2 separate regions of the Mus musculus genome follow, and region 2 is linked to region 1. The links are chromatin contacts, called in public Hi-C maps. All regions are on one chromosome and are shown on one strand. The core of a region is the stretch at or near the end of the contact, and the rest is flanking DNA. Distances in the headings are between cores, read along the strand shown.

Evidence for each region. Hi-C and Micro-C count contacts between places; a contact is called where the count stands out from the background.
Region 2: a Hi-C map of ventricular fibroblasts shows a contact between it and region 1, with 5 times the contacts expected there. The contact joins two enhancer-like sites. A contact is called at or near these places in 38 of 484 Hi-C or Micro-C datasets (the C2C12 cell line, the C3H10T1/2 cell line, the G1E-ER4 cell line and 24 more) and 3 of 115 datasets of contacts at active chromatin or transcription factors (bone marrow-derived dendritic cells, embryonic stem cells and stem cell-derived neural progenitor cells).

Annotation. Positions count from the first base shown.
Region 1 is chr2:121,697,106-121,702,167 of GRCm38.p6, forward strand. All of the region lies in intron 1 of Frmd5 (FERM domain containing 5), which reads right to left. It also overlaps the pseudogene Gm14021. Among named protein-coding and RNA genes, the nearest start is that of Frmd5, 110 kb to the right of the region's middle. Within about 2 kb of position 2,941, at least 19 of the 459 cell types and tissues checked have an H3K27ac peak or open chromatin away from gene starts, as enhancers often do.
Region 2 is chr2:121,829,217-121,834,278 of GRCm38.p6, forward strand. No RefSeq gene overlaps it. Among named protein-coding and RNA genes, the nearest start is that of Frmd5, 25 kb to the left of the region's middle. Within about 2 kb of position 3,070, at least 16 of the 459 cell types and tissues checked have an H3K27ac peak or open chromatin away from gene starts, as enhancers often do.

The sequences.
Region 1 (5,062 bases), core at 1,691-4,190:
TTTCACTCTTAGTACACACCCAAGAGGAACAAAAACACATCCACCAAAGGGGGGGGTGGTAATCAAAGCAGAACTAAACTATATTTAAGGGTTGGAGAACCACTCAGTAGAAGAAAGAACCTGGCATGCCATCACAGCCCTGGGTTTGATCCCCAGTACCACAAACCCTCCAAAAACAAACAGCAAGAAACAACCCTGGACACAAACGTGCATAGCAGCATAATTCAAAGTCACAAAAATATAAATAATGTCCATCAACTGATAAATATGGAGATGAAATACAGGTTACACACAGAAGTGAGTACTATATAGCCACAAGAGAAATAACAACTATTATATTATACAGCATATATAAAGAATCTTTAAAACACTAAGGAACGAAGTCAAATGTGAAGGGACACATACAACATGATAATACATGTACAAAATGCTCTAAAATACAGGTTCATAAAGACAGGATCTACATTTATGGGCTGGGAAATGAGAAAAGACTGCTAATAGATATGTTATTTCTTTAGGGAAGGGAAGAAAATATCCTGAATTTACATACTGATGATGATGACCCAATTTTGTGACTATATTAAAATACTGATATATTTGTATTACTGATTTTCACAGTTTAAACAGGTAATAATTTCTAATGTATTTAAAAAGTTTTTAGGCATCAGTGAGTCTAGAGAACCTTCATTTTATTCTAGAACTACCCAGAACACAACCAAAAGTTTCCCAGGCTTCTATAATAAGTCACATGAGGCTGTGTAGGTTATGGTGAGCAAGAAATCAGGAAAACAGAAGAGTCCAAACAGTGGATAGCACGCTGCTAAAATGAGTGCAGGCTTGTTCAAACCCCACAGTAAACACACAAAAAAGCTAATTAGAAAATGGACAAAGCTCGTGCGCAGCTATTTCACCAACATGGATATACAGCCGGCAGATGAAGGCATGAAAGGAAGGCAACACCATTAAGCACAAAGAAGGCAAGTTAAAGCCATGGCCCAGGATGGGGCTGCAGCTCGGTGGAAGAACACTTGCCTCACATGCGCAAGGCCCTGGGTTCAATTCTCAGAGGCATGAGATACTTTTGTGCACCTATCAGATGGCTAAAATAAAACAAAATAAAAACAGCAACAACAGAAAATTCTGGCAAAGATGCAAAGAAATGGAGTAGCCACACTGCTGGTGGAAATGGATGAAGGTATAGACACTCTGGGTGGTCGTTGCTTTCTTTTAAAATTACAAAATCTAGCCATTCCCATTAGACAGATGAAGTCTTACATTCATACCACTCCTTAAACAGTTGCTTACAACAGCCTTAGAGACAATAGCTAAAAATAAGAAACAACCACCCTTAAACCAATGAAAAACTTGCTAATAAAGAGAAATTAACTACGGACACACTCAATGGCCTAGATGAACCTTGGTGGAGGTTTCTGAGCAGAAAAAATTCCAACGGCCTAAACATGGAATATCTTGTTTATATAACATTCTTTAAAAGAAAATGTTACAAAGGTTGGAAGCAGATCAGTGATGCCAAATATCAGGGTGGAAGGGTGAGGGAGAGAGGAAGGTGTTGGTAGAAGGACATAAGGAGGGAAACACATAGTAACAGAAATGCTCTGTATCTTGTATCTCGACTACCTTGATGACAGCTCTTGGCTGGGATGATGTACTATGGGTTTGTACAATGTTCCCATAGACTCTATGGCATAGAAGAAACTGGATACAAGGTATGTATGGTCTTACAACCACCTACAAATCTAAAAATAGCTAAAGAAAAAAGGTTGTGTGTTTTTTATTAAAATGTAATTTATTTCAGAAATCACTTAAGTTGAATGAATGGGAAGCGAAGGGAAACAGGCCAGCACAAGCCACAGGTGGTTTTCACGGTCACCGTATGAGTGTGGGAACTGAACACATCTGCAGCCAGAGCCAGACAAGCTCCGAAATACAGGGCCATCTCTTCACAACTAAAGCTCTGAAAATGGAAAGGAGATAATTTTCTGCTGCACATCTTTACAACAAACTTTTTTTAAAATTTTTTTCCACATTATTAGCACTATTTTAGTTTTTTGTTTTTTTGTTGTTTTTTTTGGGGGGGGGCTAAACTTAAAATAAAACAAAACCAGCAACATCCAACTTCCTGTTTCATCAGGAGTCAAGTGCTTTCTCAGCTAGACCTCTCGCATCCAACTACAGGGACATGAAAGCTCTGAATGACCCCTGCTTCTTTTCTGCACCTCCGCCTGCACCTCCACCTCCATCCTCGGCTCCTTTTGTGGCCACTAAGGCTAAGGACACATTAGGAAATAGGAAGGCAGGACAATGGCAGGGCAGGGGGCAAGTAGGCCAGAGTGCCAGAACACAGCCCTGTGGCTCTGATCACCGGCCTGTGCTTCAGCTCTGAAACGTTTGCCTTTCATTTTCACAGGCTGCATGGAGACATTTACACTGCACACACTGAAGAGAATGCCAGGGGCTGCAAAGGGACAGGCAGCTGCACATAACAAAATTAGCACCACTGTTTCCCTCGAAACAGAAAATCATACAAAAAGGGAACAGGAGAAAAAAATCCCTGGCGAGCACTTGGGCTTCATGGGGGCTTTTTGTGAAGAATGATGCCTGACACACTCAATGGCCTAGATGAAGGTCTGGGGTCTGGGCCGTGCTAGCCAAGGACTGTGACTTCCACTGCCACGCAGAGCTTTCACAACTGCGATTATAGAACATGCATTGAGGTGCAGTATAAAATATTAAAAGTTTGGCTTCTTAAAAAATTATTGGCTTTTTAGTTGAGTAAAAATAACTTACTGACTGTTATTGTATAAAGACTCTTGTTAGAATGTGAAGTTGCTTTGATTTTCTGCACAGCATGGCATAATTGGAGGCCGGATTACAAATGTCCTTGTGGTGAGTTCTCCACACAAAGATTTGAAGATGATCTAGCAGCAGACTCCAGAGGCCTTGAGCCTGCTATTAAAAGCTGTTTAAGTGTAAACATGCATCTCATTGGAGAGGTCTCTGTTCTACCTGGTTAGCAGGAAATGTGCGAACAATTAACTGTACTAACGACGGCAGCGACAACGGTGTTAGATCCTCTGCAGCTAGAAAAGTTAGGAGTCTCCAAACTGTGACTTCTGTGTGATAAGCAAACAGCCTGCCTCCAAGTATGCATAGCCTTCTCTGTCACAGGTTCTAGGCGACCACACAGGAACAACTCTGACCGAATCAAATTGTCCCAGATAGAAACCAGGAGGCCCCTCAATGATTAAACAGTTTTAATGCAATGAAATTCACTAGTAAGTAGACTTGTTGACTGACTCTTAGGAATAAATTCCAACATAAGTCCCTAAGGAGGAAGAAAATGATAGTTTACCTCACAAAATATAAATTGTAATTTAGCAATGAAATACATGTTTTTAAAACTTCATATAAATGCTCTCTCTCCTCTCTCTCTCTCTCCCTCTCTCTCTCTCTCTCTCTCACACACACACACACACACATACACACATACACGATTTTTAAAAATGATTTCCTCAGACACAGGTACTTAAATTTGGGTGGAGACATATACAAGCTTAAGAAAAATTCAAGCTGTAACACTCATCTGAAATGTTTTCTTTTTATCCAAGAGTATTTAACACGCAAACTTAACATGCAAGCACATGATGCCCTAGGGTCCCCCATCACTGTCACCACCCTGCCTGCATCTGTGTTCACATCGTGGAGATCATCTCCTGCATGGGGTGTTCAGCCTCCATTTCCAGCAAAATCCAGTCTTTCCTGGAATTCCTGTTCTCTGCTCCCCACAGTCTCCCTTCAGCCTTTGGGAACCTACTCAACCTAGGGGAAGGTCCTGGGTTACTTCCTGGGGGTTCTACATGTTAACGGTGAGAATGATTCACAGTTCAGAAAGCCACGGTTTCTGGGTTTCCAACATCCACAACACCCCACGGGCAGAGGCGGGCAGAGGTGACCTTTGACCTTGGCTTGGTTTTTATCAACTAGTTTGATAAAACCAGAAAAAAATGAGACCCTGGCCTTAAGAAGCCTAGCCTGCTCTTTAAAATCTTCATCTGGTTCTGCTTCAGGTAAGTGGTAGATTTTGATGTTTCATGCTCCGTTTCACCCAGAATCCCATTCTCCAGCTGCTCAGGTTCCCACGGAGTGAAAAATGTCGGCTTTCCCAGTGACAGGCCTGTCATTCAGCTCGTTGTATATCACTTTCATAAATGCAGCATCCAAGGGCTTCTACCCATGTGCACCCTGTTATCAGTGATGTGCCCTCTCATCGTGCAGGGAGCATTCAAACTGCTCAGCAGGGTAGGAGACAACTATTCAAGCGGTCCTTGTAGTGGCTGGCGTCTCCATAAATAGGTGTCCACTACCATCTGAGGCCCCAGGGACAATCTGAGTGGAGATCAGTCAGGAACAGGGTGTTTATGAGAGCTGATTTTCCTAGACCTGAGTCACCAAGCACCATCAGGTGTGAACTGGAATCCCAAACTACTGTGGTTTCTCTCTCTTTTTCTTTTTTTTTTGAGCTTCATTGGGAAAATTTGCAAGACCAACATAGGTAGAAGTTTCTGGATTTACAAACTGAGTTGGCTGTTGCTTAGACATCGTCTTGATTTTTGTTTGTTTGTTTGTTTGTTTTGGTCAATACACCAACACCAGTCAAGTAGTCAAACGTTAAGCTATATTCTCAGACACCCTTCTCTTTTAAACTCTTGGTGTGTGGGGTGTTTGTTTTGTTATGAATTACTTTTAATATTCGTGTTTCTTTTTTAAAAACTTAATGGATAGGTTTGTTTTTCATAGGAAGTACTTTTAACATTTGTATTTCCTTTAAAAAAAAACTTTTGATGTTTTAAATTCAATTTAACGAAGTGTCTGAGGCTACATTTTAACACCTTGCCTTATGGTAAGCTTATAGTTTATACCATGTGGGTCTTTTCTTATAAAATGAGATCTTGTTCATCCTGGATTTTGTTGTGGATTTTGCTTTGTTTTTCTCTTATTTGACTTTTTTCATTGTTTGTTTTTGTGGTAATGGGGTTTGAAG
Region 2 (5,062 bases), core at 1,820-4,319, 130 kb after region 1:
GGCTCACAACCATCCGTAATGAGATCTTGGGTGTCTGAAGACAGCTACAGCGTACTCACATATAATAAATAAATAAATCTTTAAAAAGAAAAGGTATATTTATATAAATCTTTCCTTATTTATATCTTTAATGTGTCTCTGTATGAATGTATGCCACATATGAACAGGTACCCACGGAGGCCAGAAGGAGATGTTGGATCCTCCAGAGCAGGCATTATGGGGGTTAGGAGCGTCAAATGTGGGTGCTGGGAACCTAACTTTGGTCCTTTTAAAGAACAGCAAGTGCTCTTAAACATTGAAGCATCTCTTCATTCCTATAAAAAATAATATTTTTTAAAGGCATGTAGATTCTACCAATTAACTTAGGATCTAAGAGGTAGAGTTGGATATCACTCATTTATAAAACCTCCTAGGAGACCTAAGTGAAATACCAGAGGTAATACTGAAAGGAAATAAAACTTGAGACCTGTGATTCATAAGAGTTGTTTGTGAGCTTTGAAACCTGGGGCTGAGAACATAGCAGAACAGACCAGGACATGCCCACCCCTAGCTTCCAAGCCTCGTGGTCGAATCCACTGTCTCCTGTGTGAGATACGTTTCGACCCGGAGCTCCGCCATTAAAAAAACCTTGTGTTGTTACATCAAGGTGTTGTGTTCTATTCGTGATTCTTGGGTGCACGCCGAATCGGGAGCTGAGTGGGGGTTTCCCCACTAGGTTCTTTCAACACCCCCTAATACCAGATTAGACTTAAAGATAACCTGATCATCTAGATCAATGCTGATCTCTATTTCACTATTATCCCATAAAGGAGCCTGTTTAGACTTTGGTCCTTCCTCTCCCCACCCCAAGAGTTGAATGCAGATGTGTATCTGGTTATGTAGGGTACAAATAACTGTGTTTTACACATATATAAAGATATGGCTTTCACCCTCTCTGGAGCAATTTTTCCCCACGGGAGTTCTAGCAAGCCCACTTACAATGAATGTCTGCTTGAACTGCACTGACAACCCCCACATCAGCAGTTTAGAACACAGAAGTTTACATTTCACCTGCACAGCATCTGCACTGATCAGCAGAGTTATTCTGAGTCATCTTCTAGACAGCTGGGTCATTACCTAGACGGAAAGAACAGAGGGGAGGGAGTGGGGGCCAGGGAAATGGCAGGGGCAAGCTTGGACTGGATAGCCAAACACTGACTCAAAAAACAAACAACCCACAAGAGAGGACCCTTCCTCTCCAGCTTCTGCCTCAAGGCCCTCCAGAGGTGCCACCTACCTTTCAAGGAACAAAACAAGTCACATGATACAAGCAGAGCTTAATAAGATGGGTATCAGTTTCTAGACCAGTGATTTTCAACCTTTCTAATACTCTGGCCTTTTACTACAGTTCTGTGGTTCTGCCCTGGGCTTCCTCCCTCAGGGTGTCCAGGCGCTGCTGCTGCACAATGGGAAGGAAAGGATGAAGCCGAGCGGGGGTGGGGGTAGGGGGGTGGATGAATGAATGGGCAGGATCTTGGTCCACCTGTGCAGAATGGCGAGCATTCTCTGAGGATTTCAGTGTTACAACTCTCTCAGACAACATTCATGTGCATGTATTTTACTTGGGGTGAACAAGGACTATATGAACCTTGGAGAGTGGGAAGGGATTTTTGGTGAACATACACTGACTGAGGCTTAAGGTACTGGGAATGCCTTATTTGCATGGAGAGGCACCCCAGGTGCTTGCCAGGCAGGTTCTTATTGGGAGAAAGGGAGTTGAACCTGCAATTTTGCCAAGGACTACTTGGCACTCCTCAAGTAGAAGATGTGGGGGTTGGGCTCCCCAGATAAGGTCAGATGGAGAAGAGGGAGCCCTACTAGAAAAAGAAGACCCCTGGGCTGGAGAGATGGCTCAGTGGTTAAGAGCACTGACTGCTCTTCCAGAGGTCCTGAGTTCAGTTCCCAGCAGCCACATGTGGCTCATAACCATCTGTAATGGGATCTGATGCCCTCTTCTGGTGTGTCTGAAGAGAGCTACAGTGTAGTCATATAAAATAAATAACTAAATCTTAAAACAAAAAAGAAGTCCTCCATTTTGCACCTAGCCCAGGGAACTGCACAGTCATGGTCCACTATGACCTTAGTAGTAACAGGGTTTTCCAAAATAGTTCCTCGTGGTGTGGTGGCCCCCCAACCCTAAAATTATTTTCATTGCTATTCATAACTGTAATCTTTCTACTGTTATGAATCATAACATAAATATCTGTTTTTTCCTACGGTCTTAGGCAACCCCTGTGAAGGGTCATTTCACCTCCGAAAGGGTTGTGACCCACAGGTTGAGAGCAACTGTTCTAGTCATTAGTGAACAGTCTAAAGAATCGGCAATCTTCTCACGTGTGTGCACTGTGATTTTAAGAGACATAATATCAGTGGCTAAGAGCAGTATTGCTCTGCAGAGGTCCTGAGTTCATATTCTGATACCTATATCAGCTGATTCACAACTTCCTCCTACTGAGGCTCCAACTGGCTTCTGAGAAAACCTGCACTCATGTGCATGAGTGTACACTTATACAGACGTGTTGTGTGTGTGCAGGTGACTTTGGAAGCTAGAAGACAGAGTTGGGTCCTCTGAAGCTGGAATTTTCTGATGTGTGTGCTGGGAACCAAACTCCAGTTTGTTGCAAGAGAAGCATACACTCTTAACCACTAAGCCATCTATCTCTCCAGCCCAGAATTTTTGTTTTGTTTAAAGAAATAAGTCAGGAAAGGAACTTTAAGACATAGAATAAATTTAAAGAAAAATAAGTATTTTAGCATAAATTGATATGACTCAAAATATTCAATATGATTTTTTTAGATTCTTGTGTTAATTTATTACAAAAACTGTGTTGAGGAACTAGGAAGATGACTTAGACACACCACACACACACACACACACACACACACATATATGCATGGACATGGACATATGTGGGAGATCCAATCATGGTCTCACAGCTCCTCCAGGAAAGGACAATATGGAAAGGGAAGGCCTTTGCTGCCTGCCCTGCATCTACCACACCAGTGGTAGAACACGTGCTGAGCATGCACCAGGTCAGGTCCAGGACCACAATCAATCAAACAAGATCCTATAGGAAGAAAGGGAGGAGGGGGGAAGGAAATGAAAGGAAGAGGGGAAAAAGAAAAGGAAAAAGGAGGAGAGAGAAAGCAGACATTCTTTAGCAGGGGACCAGTTTGTTGTGACTATGTGACAGACGGATACACATTTTCACAAAGCCAGGCCTCAGGTCTTTCAGGACTTCCAGGGAGACAGGTGATGGATGGGTCTCAGGGTTGCTCATCCCACTGCTTCCATGACTCTGTCCTTGACCTGTTTCCTAAAGTCTCTCTCCATAGACACAGCTCTGCGGTCCTGTTTCCCTTCATGAGTTAGGCGTCTGGCTTTGGCCTGGCATTTCAATACCAGGAACTGATTGTGACGCCAGGATGACAGCTTAAATCTTCATCTGTGACCCCAACAATCAAGGACAGCGAGGGCCTTGGGGAGAGGTTGCCGAGGAATGAGCAATGCTGCCATCTTGTGGAAGACAGGAGTTAAGTTCTTTGAGGAGGTCATGGCTAACAATGACTAACAAAAAATGGCTAAAAAAAAAAAAAAAAAAAGAACTTCAAGGAGTAAGGATTGCAGTAGGGCCCTGAAATTTACTTATCATGTAACTTGTGTGGTTTGACTTTCTGTAACTTTTAAGAGTGGATCTCATTTTAAATAAGTTTATTCCACTAATAAATTAAATCTGAAAGAGAACACCCCCCACACACTCAAGGTATTTAAGACATCTGATTATATTAACATTTGTCATGGCTCTCTACCAGGAACTAGCTGAATAATTTTCATAATTCAAATTTGTTTTCTTGTAGGTAAAATGTGGGCTATGATGATACTTAAATGGTAATTCTTCCTCTATTATCTTTCTATTGAATTTACCAAACCTTTATCGGCTATAGGAACTCTCATTCATCTCTTATATAGATAACCACACAACAGAAAGTAAATGGGGAGCTTTAGTCAGTGAAGTGAGGCAGGGTTGCAGAGCATAGTGGTGTCCTCCGGACACAACAGGACAGATGCAGTCATGAACTCACAGTGGCTGTTCTTGCCTGCACAAAAGTTGGGGAAATGGATTAGTGATTAAGGGCCCTTATTACTTTCCCAGAAGCCCATGTCGATTCTCAGCACATGGTGGCTCTCAGATATAAGTCCAGTTCCAGGAGATGAATAGCCTCTCTGACATCTGTGGTGGCATCAGGCACACACATGGTCCAGACAACAGGCAACAAACACATAAAATTAAAAACTAAATAAACCCAATTTTCAAAAATGTTAAAGATCTACACTGTAGCAATATCCAATTAAATCTACTCAAATTGATCCTGGAGGGCTTTTCTTGCTAACCACTCCAATGTTCTGGGTTCCAGAATGAAAGACACATATACAGAGCCTATATACATATACATATATATTTTTGTTTTGGTTTGGTTTTTTGTTTTTGTTTTGTTTTTGTTTTTGTTTTTTTGAGACAGGGTTTCTCTGTGTAGCCCCTGGCTGTCCTGGATCTCACTCTGTAGACCAGGCTGGTCTTGAAGTCAGAAATCCGCCTGCCTCTGCCTCCCAAGTGCTGGGATTAAAGGTGTGCGCCACCACCGCCGGGCTTATATTTTTATATGCCTTAAACAGCTCAATGACTGGGCTACTTCCTAACCTCCATGTGCCTAATCCACCACCCCCCATATTCTCAAGTTATTACTTGCTGCAGGATTTTCCCTGTCCAATTACATTAGTGCAGAATGGGGTCTGTGATTGGACAGGGAAAAGGGAGGCGGGGCTAAGAGTTGGGGAGAGAGAGAGAGAGAGAGAGAGAGAGAGAGAGAGAGAGAGAGAGAGAGAGAGAGAGAGAGAGAGAGAGAGAGAGAGAAAAGAAGAAGGAGGAGGAGGAGGAGGAGAGGAGGGGGAGAGGGAAGAGAGAGAGAGAAAGAAGAGGAGGAGGAGGGGGGAAGAGGGGAGAGAGAGAGAGAGAGAGAGCAT